2 separate regions of the Xenopus laevis genome follow, and region 2 is linked to region 1. Evidence: chromatin contacts called from public Hi-C data. All regions are on one chromosome and are shown on one strand. The core of a region is the stretch at or near the end of the contact, and the rest is flanking DNA. Distances in the headings are between cores, read along the strand shown.

Region 1 (5,056 bases), core at 1,638-4,137:
TTAGAACATTTCTCCCTAAAATAAAACCTAAATACTGAGTACAAATACAGATTTCTGCTTAGGTGACACTGAATCCTTTACAAATAATGCACATATACAAATAAAGCTCAGTAACACTGTCGACATTTACTAGGACCATCGCAATATAGGTGTAATGATGGGTTTCCCTGATGCTATTTCTAAGTGAAACCTGCCTGATCTTCTGGTTATTGGCCTTTGTTTTACCTGACTATTCTGAACTCTGTATCCTGACCTTTGCCTTCCTGTTTATTCTGACCTCTCCAAGCTGATCCTTGCCTGTCTGATTATTCTACGCTCTCCAATACTGATTCCGGCCTGTCTGATTATTCTACACTCTCCAATACTGATTCCGGCCTGTCTGACTGTTCTATGTTCTCCAATCCTGATTCCAGCCTGTCTGACTATTCTGCTGGTGCTGGCCCGACCTGCCTGCTTCCACGCTGTGTTTTCTTCCATCCAGTATCCTTGGTGAAACTATCGTGCCCCTTTGCTCGTCCAGAACCTTTAGCTCCTCTCTTAGTAAGACCTGGCGGCATCCAATGAGCCGAGGGCTCTTCCCGAGGTGAAAGATGGCTGTTAAAGGCAGAAGCAAGAGCAGAGACCAGGGAGCTTAGCATTGGTTCTGGACTTAGGGTGCCGAACGTGAAAGTTGGTCATTTATGAAAAATGCAATTGTGGTTGAGCCAAATTGAACATCAGATCCGGACTGAGAATTAAGATAGGCCCTGGCATTCCAGGTACACAGATGCCCGATCAGCCCCCACCAGCCCAATAAATACTGACTTTCTATGGCACCTTATAGCAGCCCCTCTGGCATTTTCCAGAACCCACAGATTGCCAGTCCAGGCCTGTTGGACATAAATGTTGCCCTAAATGACATCATTCACCTACTTGCATCCAAACAAGGTCCTTGCACTTCCATATAGTTCACCAAGCTCCGTTACATTTGTCCTGCCTGATGATGCTGTGGAACCCTGGAGCTAACCTCACCTTCAATGTGGCAATAAGTCAGTTGTTCCAACAGAGGGCTTTGTTAATACGTGCAGCAGATTTGTGCCAAAAGGATCATATGCTAACATCATTTCAATGCTCAGTGCCAAAGTGATGCAACTACACTGATTTGCATGTTCAATTGTGTTTATTTTGACAAATCGTGCTCAAGTTACATTGGGTGTAACTTCCCAGGCAGCATAAATTATGTGGAAATGCACTGTTTTATGGCTAAAAAGCATGGTGATTTGTCCGAAATTGTCATTTGTAGTGCCTGGTAAGTTACCGGGAGTGGCAAAGAGCTGAAATTCAGATTTTTATATGTGAATTTTGGCTCTTCTACTGCAGAGAGCTTTATTGCACTCAACTCTGCCTCAGGGTGGCACTTATCTTGGATCCCTTGGCACTAATAATGGGGGAATCTGTCCTGTTTCTCTTCGCTAAGAAATTTGAGAAATGGTGAAAAATTTCCCAGTTGGGTCCGGGTGCACATGCCCCAGACCTATGATTAAGTGTCCCTGTGTGACAGGAAACGCGTCAGGCGTTATTTTTTAGATGTGATGTAAAATAAAGTATCATATTTTTAATATACAATTTTTGGCTCTTGGAATCTATTTTCGTTGGATGTTCCAGATTGCTGCCTGCCTAATGCAGTTTGTTGTGAAGTCAATGAACGTTATATTATTTTGATGTGTGACAATTTGGACACAAGCGACAATTTTTAGACACACAACTCTTTTGTTCAAAAGCATTAAAGTCAATGGCGGTCCGAATAATTTTTACAATTTTTACACGGGCAACTCTTTTTTCCAAATGCATTACAGTGAACAGGCGAATAATTTTGACGTGCCACAATTTTGACGAGTGACAATTTTTCTATCGCAGCAAATTTTCCCACTGCAAATTTTCGCTGCAGTTTCGCAAAAACATTAGTCGTCTGCAAAATCTGGAAGTTTCCGCAAATCCATGCTTGGCGAATAAATTCGCCCATCACTACTTGCCTCAAGCCCCTCTAAACTAAGTCACTTACTGACACATCTCCTATCCCCACTGTCCCAGCAGACAGGCTCTTAAATTGCTCAAGTTCTATGAATGAGACCATGTTATCCTTCTTCTAATTTGTAGTGACAACATCAATAAAATAAGTTTGCTGTGACTCATATAATAAAAATATTATAATCAAAATATCAAATTATGCTTATTGTATAGGCTCCTTCCTATACCCTCACCCATACAGTACCAGATAATAACCATACACTTAAAATTATTTTATGGACCTAAAAAACATTTTAATTTAAAAGACCATAACAGAAAAATTAAAAGGTTTCAACATAAAAGAAAAGTATAATTTTTTGTCTCAACGTCCGATAATGTTTATTCTGTTATAATATGCTATATAGAAACCAGTTGTAACTACAGAAGTTGATCTCTAACTATCCTTCTTCAGCAATTAACTGATATGGTAAGAATTCTGACCCAACTACTGCAATATTGTATAAGGATATGTATTTGGTATTAGCTTGCTTTAACAGATGCAGACGTTTTCGGTTGCAACCCACAGAAAAGCAGCAACAATTTCTACTTTCCTTTAAAAGCAGGACGAGCACAAATTCTCCTGCATTACGGCAACATCTGCTTGGGCATTTAAGTCAGCCTATGCACGATTTCATTAAATTATAATTTTAGTATGTGACAATATTATATCACATGTCTAAACACAGCAGTTGTTTTTCAGAGTTGGTTAAAGGGGTGTTTACTTTATAATAGGCTGTGGTTACTGTAGAACACAATGCTGAGGAAGCTGGTCTTCCACTGCATATAAACATTCTTATTGGATGGGTTAAGTTTGGCCTGTTGCTAGGGTTTACTATCTCATGATTGGCTGTAGGATTTCAGTGCAGTACAACCTGTTCCCCACAAAGCAATAACATCACATTGGTTAGTGCTTCTGCCTGCGCTTAATAGGGCAAAAGTTTAAAAGCTGATGCAGCCACCTCGGCTTTGTGCTACATCACACACCCCTATAAAAAGACCAAATAGAAAATATTTGCTGGTAATACAGTGGAATTCTGAAGCTGATTTCAGCTGTATATTGCTGTGGCATGTTTAATAAATAAACTCTTTTTGTAGAACAGCATGGTGCTTTAATATAGGCCATACAGTACAAAAATGATGATTTAATCTCTCTATTGAAAGAGTAGCAGCATTAAATACAATAAAGGGGATGTAAAGGCAAAAAAATAAAAGCCCATTTTTTCTTTCTGTAATGAAAAAGAAATCAATCTTCATTATACTTAAATTAAAAAATGTGTACCGTTTTTATAAGAAACCTGACTGTATGCAGTGAAATTCCCCTTTCATTTTATTTGCTCTGACTGCTGAAGGAAAACTATCATACTTTCAAATGACAGGGGGGAGCCACCCACCTTACTTCCCAGAACTTGAGCAGCTTTGTTTATTTCCCTGTAGAGCAGTCAGCGACAATGTAGAGATATATTGTGCATCCTTATTACTTCTATGTATATATTGTACATTCTTGTTGTTATTATTCCTGTCCATGCTTTGTTCATTTAAAACATATTTATTGTGAAGATTTGTTGTATATCTTGTATATTTTGTAAATGTTTATAAAGTTCTTTCAAGACATATATGTTATGCTATTTCTTTAAGGACTGTTTTTCCTTTTTTTTCCTTTATTTGGTTTATATATTTTTTGATTTTTTTGTTGTATAAATGCTCATTTTCTGTGGTTGACATCATAGCCCATGATTAAGTGCCCTTGTGGGTGCAAAATGCTTAGGGCAGATACTTTTTTTAACTTTGGCAAATAAAGATATATTTTTTAACTAAAATATTTTGGTCTTGTGGATCCACTTGAGTGTCGGACAGCCCTGCCTTCTTTTTCAAATACTCTGATCCATAAGCTTAGCCTTCCAACAGAAGCCCAGTCCACACCGAGCATGTGCATGGTCTTGGTCTTGCAAAGATGGTTTAGCATGGTTACAAGATGATAACCCCCAGCAGTCAACTTTGAAAGCATAAATCATTTGTTTTATTAGGCTTCTGGTACAGTAAGTTCATGTTTAGTATACAAAATACAGAATTTCTACCATCATTCAGATTTTGGACAGCACTGATGCAGAGAGTGATATTCTGCAATTGGTTTTCATTTTTTGTTATTTGTGGGTTTTAAGTTAAGTTACGGTTTGAGTTATTTAGCTTTTTCAGCAGCTCTCCACTGTACAATTTTTAGCAATCTGGTTGCTAGGGTCCAAATTACCCTAGCAACCATGCACTGATTTTAATAAGAGACTGGAATATGAATAGGAAGGCCTGAATAGAAAGAGGAGTAATACAAAGTAACAATAACAATATATTTGTAACTTTCAGCATTTGTTTTTAGATTGGATCAGTGACCCCCATTTGAGAACTGGAAAAAGTTAGAAGAAGAAGAAGGGAAACAATTCAATAACTAAACAAAATGGAGGCCAATTGAAAGGTTGCTTGGCCATTCAATAGCATATTAAAAGGGTGAACTACCCCTTTAATTGTTATTTCTGTGTACACTTCAGAGTAACTTGTTATATCAGAAATGTGTAGTTAAAAAACATAGAGTAACTATAATTAACAACTACTGGTTGTCAGAGGATAGTGGGAGTTGTAGGCTTGAACATTTCCGGAGGGAAGGGAACATTGTATCCTGTATATAAAAAATACACATTACCTGTAACATACATTGTTACAAATTGTGTTTAGTTATGGTATCAGTTAGAACCGGGGTTTAGTGACATTACACCAAACACTGAAATATACTCCCTATTGTAATATTTAAATATATAACAAACCATCTGCATACACTTTATAGGTTCATAGAACTTATATTTTATAATAAGGTTTACATTATATGCTGTATAAATCGATGAAGTATGGCTTTAAGACAGAATTGATCATTGTGCAAACTATAACAACTTCCTATTTACTGTTTTCTTTCTCACTGCAGAAGTGTATGCTTTGCTAAATCATAATAAGTGTTATAGCACCACCT
Region 2 (5,239 bases), core at 1,462-3,961, 100 kb before region 1:
GGAACTAAGTTGCATAAATCTTTATTAGTGGCAAAATAATCCTACTGGGTTAATTCAATGTTTATTTTTTTTTTAGTAGACTCAAGGTATGGTGATCCAAATTACTGAAAGATCCCTTATCCAAAAACCTTGGCCACCAATGTTATTTTTTAACTTGGGGGGTGCCTGGCTGCCAATGTTGCACTTTATACATGGGCTGCTTTGATTTTTTTTTGCCAGGGCTGCTTGTTACTCCCAGTCCTTCCGTGGCCTGGACCATGTGCAGTTCCCCAAATTGCAGAACTGTGAATGCTTCCATCCAAAATATTGATAAATCTATTGCTCTGTCCTTAAAGGAGAACTAAACCCTAAAAATTAATATGGCTAAAAATGCCATATTTTATATACTGGACTTATTGCACCAGCCTAAAGTTTCACCTTCTCAATAGTAGCAATGACCTAGGACTTCAAACTTGTCACAGGGGGTCACTAACTTGGAAAGTGTCTGCGACACTCACATGGGCTCTGAGCAGCTAAGCTTAGGGGTTGTTGCAAATTATCAAGCAGAAAATTAGGTTGGCCTATAATAAAAGCTAATGCTACAGGGCTCATTATTAAATTCTGGTGCTAGTTTCACTGGTTTCTGTGCTGCCATGTAATAATTATATGTATTAATTACTAATCAGCCTTATTTTGTGACATTTCTATTCTATGTGTACTGTATATTGTGAGTGGGTCCCTAAGTTCAGTAAGTGACAGCAGCACAGAGCATGTGCAGTGAATCAGCAGAAAAGAAGATGGGGAGCTACTGGGGAATCTTTGGAGACACGGATCTTCCCTGCTAAAGGGCTGTAGTTGCTGTGGGCTGGTACATAAACCCAAAACATAATGTACAACATTTCTAGCCTACTTCTTTAGTTAGGCTTTACTTCTCCTTCAAAATTAGGGTTTCTTAGGGCTCTTACACATGAGCGTTTTTACCTGCGCTCCCCTGCGTTCCGTTTTTCGGCGTTCAGCCGCAGGGGAGCGCAGTAATAGACGCATTTAATGATTTCAAATGGGGCTGTACTCACACAGGCGCATGTAGGCGCCAAACGCAGGTTGAGACGCAACATGCTGCATTTTTCCTGCGTTCGGCGCCTACATGCGCCTGTGTGAGTACAGCCCCATTTGAAATAATTAAATGCGTCTATTCCTGCGCTCCCCTGCGGCTGAACGCCGAAAAACGGAACGCAGGGGAGCGCAGGTAAAAACGCTCATGTGTAAGAGCCCTTAAACTTTTTTTCAGTGAGGAAGACCGCTTTGCGACCCAAACAGCAATATGTAATTAAGATTTAACATTTAATTAATATTTTGAGGTTACACATCACTGTCTAAAAGGGAATCTTGGTAACTCGACCTAATCTTTACGTAGCCGGATTGAACACCATACGCCAGCAGCCCTAGAATGGTATGAAATAATATTTGATTTACAATGGTATGAAATAATACTTAATTTACATTGAAGAGTGACGGCTATTTAATTCCAGGAGCCAGTAGTCACTGTGACACTGTACAGTACACTCTAGTACAATCCAGCCACTTGTGGGCGTAGGCAGCACACAGTGTTAACTTTCCACACACAGAATACTGATATCTGGTTCCTGGAACCCTTTCCTCCTAAGGGACTGAAATATATCTTTATAAGTGTTCTGCCTTGGGCTGCAAAATTTGAGATACAAAGCCCTTTAACTTTTCAGTGGCTTAACTAAAGTCGCATCCCTCAGAGGAAAAGATTTGGTAAAAATGATGGTTGATCCCAATGTTATTAAAAGGGAAAAATGATAAATATATAGGAAGGCCGGTATTTTTTTCTGGAAAATGTGGCAACCCTACTCATGAGGGAAAACAGCTGTTGTACAAAATAAAAGTTACCCTCCACTATTTTGTCTTATCATCTGTCCCTCTACATCAGAGTTTCCCAGAATGTAGTGGCAGCTTCCATAAAGGAGGGTGCATGGGCAGCTCAGCCTGACTGGAACTGGGTAGGCAATTGAGAGCAGGGTCCATTGACTTCACGTTTTGAATTGTTTATGCTTGTTCTGGGTTTTTTTTTCTGTTTACTTGTTTCTGGTACACGTCTTTGACTCGTACTGAAATAGAGGAATAGAAAGACTGTAGTTCAGCAACAACTAATGCAGCCCTCTTCTGCTCCAAGCAAGTTCCTGTTGCTGTACTATTGGTCAATATCGAATGCCCATTCAATTTTGAATTTCCAGCTATAAGAGAACATACGACACTACACCCAGCTGCACCCAAGGGTTAGCCTTATGTGCCACACAGTTTAGGTGCACATGTTGTAAGGCATCAAATCAATACACACTGCATACATATAGTTGAACTGCAACAGTGATGTAGTTCACATGACCTGAGAGCCCAGAGCGAAATCTTGAAGGAAACTTTTCTACAGAAACCATGTACATTGTACACACTGTTTCACCCCCTTGAACCCAATCTTCCGAATAGTACAGTACAAGTACCAACCCGTGGCAGCTGCTGGCTGGCTGCGTTCCGCGCACGCGCAATCTACTTGTTTTGCACAGGAACACTTAGACGACTTTTACCTCAGTACGGGCGTCCACCAATTAATCTTCACCAGCTGCTCGCAAGCCACACCCACGTAATTAGCCATTGGCCTACCTTCCTGTAAATATCCGTAATCGCCCCGCCCCTACAAGCAAAAGGAATATAACTAAGGGATGGTGCTGTTTTGTTAGAGTTAAGCTCACGGCTGGTTTGTTCTGGTTTTTGCAGGACGTGGAGCCCGCAGCATATAAGTCATTTTTGACAGGTTTGTTTTTCAAGGAACATTTTGCTTTCAGCCGAGTTACTCGGTGCTTTCAGTTTTGCTTGTGCTCTCGTTCCATTCATTTCTTCGGGACGTTGCTTAGAGCGAGCAGGATGATCTTTGACAAAGTAAAGAAATTCATGGTGGAGTTGGACTCTGCCGGCTCGGATACCCCTTTAGTTTTTCACAGCGGGGACACCGTGACGGGGAAGGTGCTCTTGGAGCTGGTGGCTGAGGCGAAAGTGGAGTCTGTGAAGCTGCACGTCGGGGGTTATGCTAAGGCGCATTGGACTGAGTCGCGCAGCGCTGGCTCCAGTACCGCTTATACTCAGAACTACAGCGATGAGGTGGAGTACATGAACCTGCGGGAGAGCCTACTGCACACAGGTGAGGAGGGAACGCTCTTCTGGCTGGGGATTCCTCTCGCCTCTTACAAGTGGATCTTGCTCTAACTAATGATACTCCTCTAAACGGAATTTCCTATTTATATTAGTACAAATCGTCCATTCATTGTCTCATGCCCCTTTCTACCTTTAGATTGTGAGCTCTAATGAGCAGGACCCTCTTATGTGGTAATGTATAAACCCTAGCAGTACTGCACAATCTGCCACCAAACCACTAGTATTAAAAAGCTAAAACGTTTCTTCACACCAAGGCCAGATTTCCACTAGGGAACTAGTAGTGTTATAGTGAAACAGGCAATTTTCCCTATACGTACTATTGCTACATATTCTCTTCTGTTTATAAAGAAAGAATTTACAATTGGGTCCAGACTGACCTGAATCCTATATGAGGCTGCCAGTACACAGGTGGATTATATTTCTGCTGGGTAGCCTTCCTTTATGTTGTGCTATTTAATAAGGAAGCACTGAATTCAGTTCTGGATTTGGCCACGATTCTGCGTTTTTCAACAGAACCTGGATTCGCCCAAATTCAAGTTCCCGGCAGAACCAAATTCAAAAAAATCATGTGACTTTTTTCATCACATAAACAATTCATTCAAAAATGTTTTATTTTCTTTTTACTACTTCCCCCCCCCCCCATTGTTTCCCTAACATCATATGCAAATTAGGGTTCGATATTCAGCCAAATCTTTCACAAAGTATTTTGGATTTGACTCCTGTTGCAACTCATGCATCTATTCTGCCTGCATCTAAGTAGGGTTGTCCTCTAACAAGGATGATCTTGTAAACTTGGTATATGAACAAGGTGTCCTGTAATAGGAGCTATGAGGAGGGAAGTTCCTTTAGATGCCCAAAACTTTTATTATTGTAACTATGGAAACCGTGACCTCTTGATATCTGTCTGTGCCATGTTTTTAAAGTCACCCAAGCAGCACATCTACATTGAGACAACTAGCAGTTGGGGACTATGCAATATTTTCTCTGTCTGTGTATTAACTATAGGGGTAACGTCTAGACACCAGCACTCCCATCTATTAAACTCCTTATAGTTGCTAGAAACTAAAAGTTCAACAACTGAAAGGTTAACATTTGAGATCCTGTGCATCACAGTGCTGTAGACAAAGGTGGGATACCTCAAATGATGATGATCTTGGTTTTGCACTTTTTAACCTGAGTGGTATTCTAGTTAAAGACTGCAATTTAGAGAAAAAAAAAAAAAGTTTTTGATCTGTGTAATTATGAAGGCGGTAACTGTAGGTTTCCTGTCAAGCATGTAGCAGTCTAGCCTTTTAAATTCCCTTCACGTGACTGGCATTACATTTTAATACCTATCTTGACTTAAAACAGGAAGTTGTGATGCTAAATTAAAATCTAAACAGGAAATGCTGCAATAACCAAGTGTCTGGTTGTATACAGAAAGTGTATAACTGTGTCCCTTTTGTTCCCTTGCAGATAATGGCACACTTACTGTCCTGCCAGCAGGAAGGCATGAATTTCCCTTCAGCTTTCAACTGCCTGAGTGAGTAGCCTTTCCTGAGATATAGCCCAGTCATTAATGAGATAACATTTACACTACCAGCCTGCTGTCTTCCTAAAATCAACTTTTTTTTAACATTATTTCTCTTAATGTTCATCGTAGTATAACTTTGTTTCTATGTAAATTGTTAGTTGTCAGTTTGCAAGTTATTTGTGCCACTCTACTAGCATTTTCCCATAGGAACCTCTTAGGAGGATTTATCTACTGTATGTCCTCCATATGTGCCCATGTAGCTGGTGGATACACTTTTTTTACTTTTATTATTCAGCAGCTGGAGAGGAGAAAAAAAAACCTACTACAGATTTTTGCTTTCTTCCGTTAGAGAAATGTCACACGAACTTACATAATCATAGACGCGGAAATGTTTTTGAATAATTCTTTGTAGACTGTAATTTCCGAAGATTTTGAGAAATCATGGTTAAACAAAATCTTAAATCTGTCATTTGCTTCAGGACCCTAGTAACATCTTTTGAAGGGAAGCATGGAAGTGTT

The links. Hi-C and Micro-C count contacts between places; a contact is called where the count stands out from the background.
Region 2: a Hi-C map of the XTC cell line shows a contact between it and region 1, with 4 times the contacts expected there. The contact joins the promoter of arrdc2.L here to the enhancer-like site in region 1. A contact is called at or near these places in 2 of 4 Hi-C or Micro-C datasets (the XL177 cell line and the XTC cell line).

Annotation. Positions count from the first base shown.
Region 1 is chr1L:107,542,627-107,547,682 of Xenopus_laevis_v10.1, reverse strand. No RefSeq gene overlaps it. Among protein-coding and RNA genes, the nearest start is that of LOC121393347, 11 kb to the right of the region's middle. Within about 2 kb of position 2,887, at least 1 of the 7 cell types and tissues checked has an H3K27ac peak or open chromatin away from gene starts, as enhancers often do.
Region 2 is chr1L:107,643,167-107,648,405 of Xenopus_laevis_v10.1, reverse strand. It overlaps arrdc2.L (arrestin domain containing 2 L homeolog), which reads left to right and starts at 2,711. Exons shown (of 8, transcript NM_001091863.1): 1 at 2,711-3,193; 2 at 4,663-4,729; 3 at 5,200-5,239. The coding sequence starts at 2,920.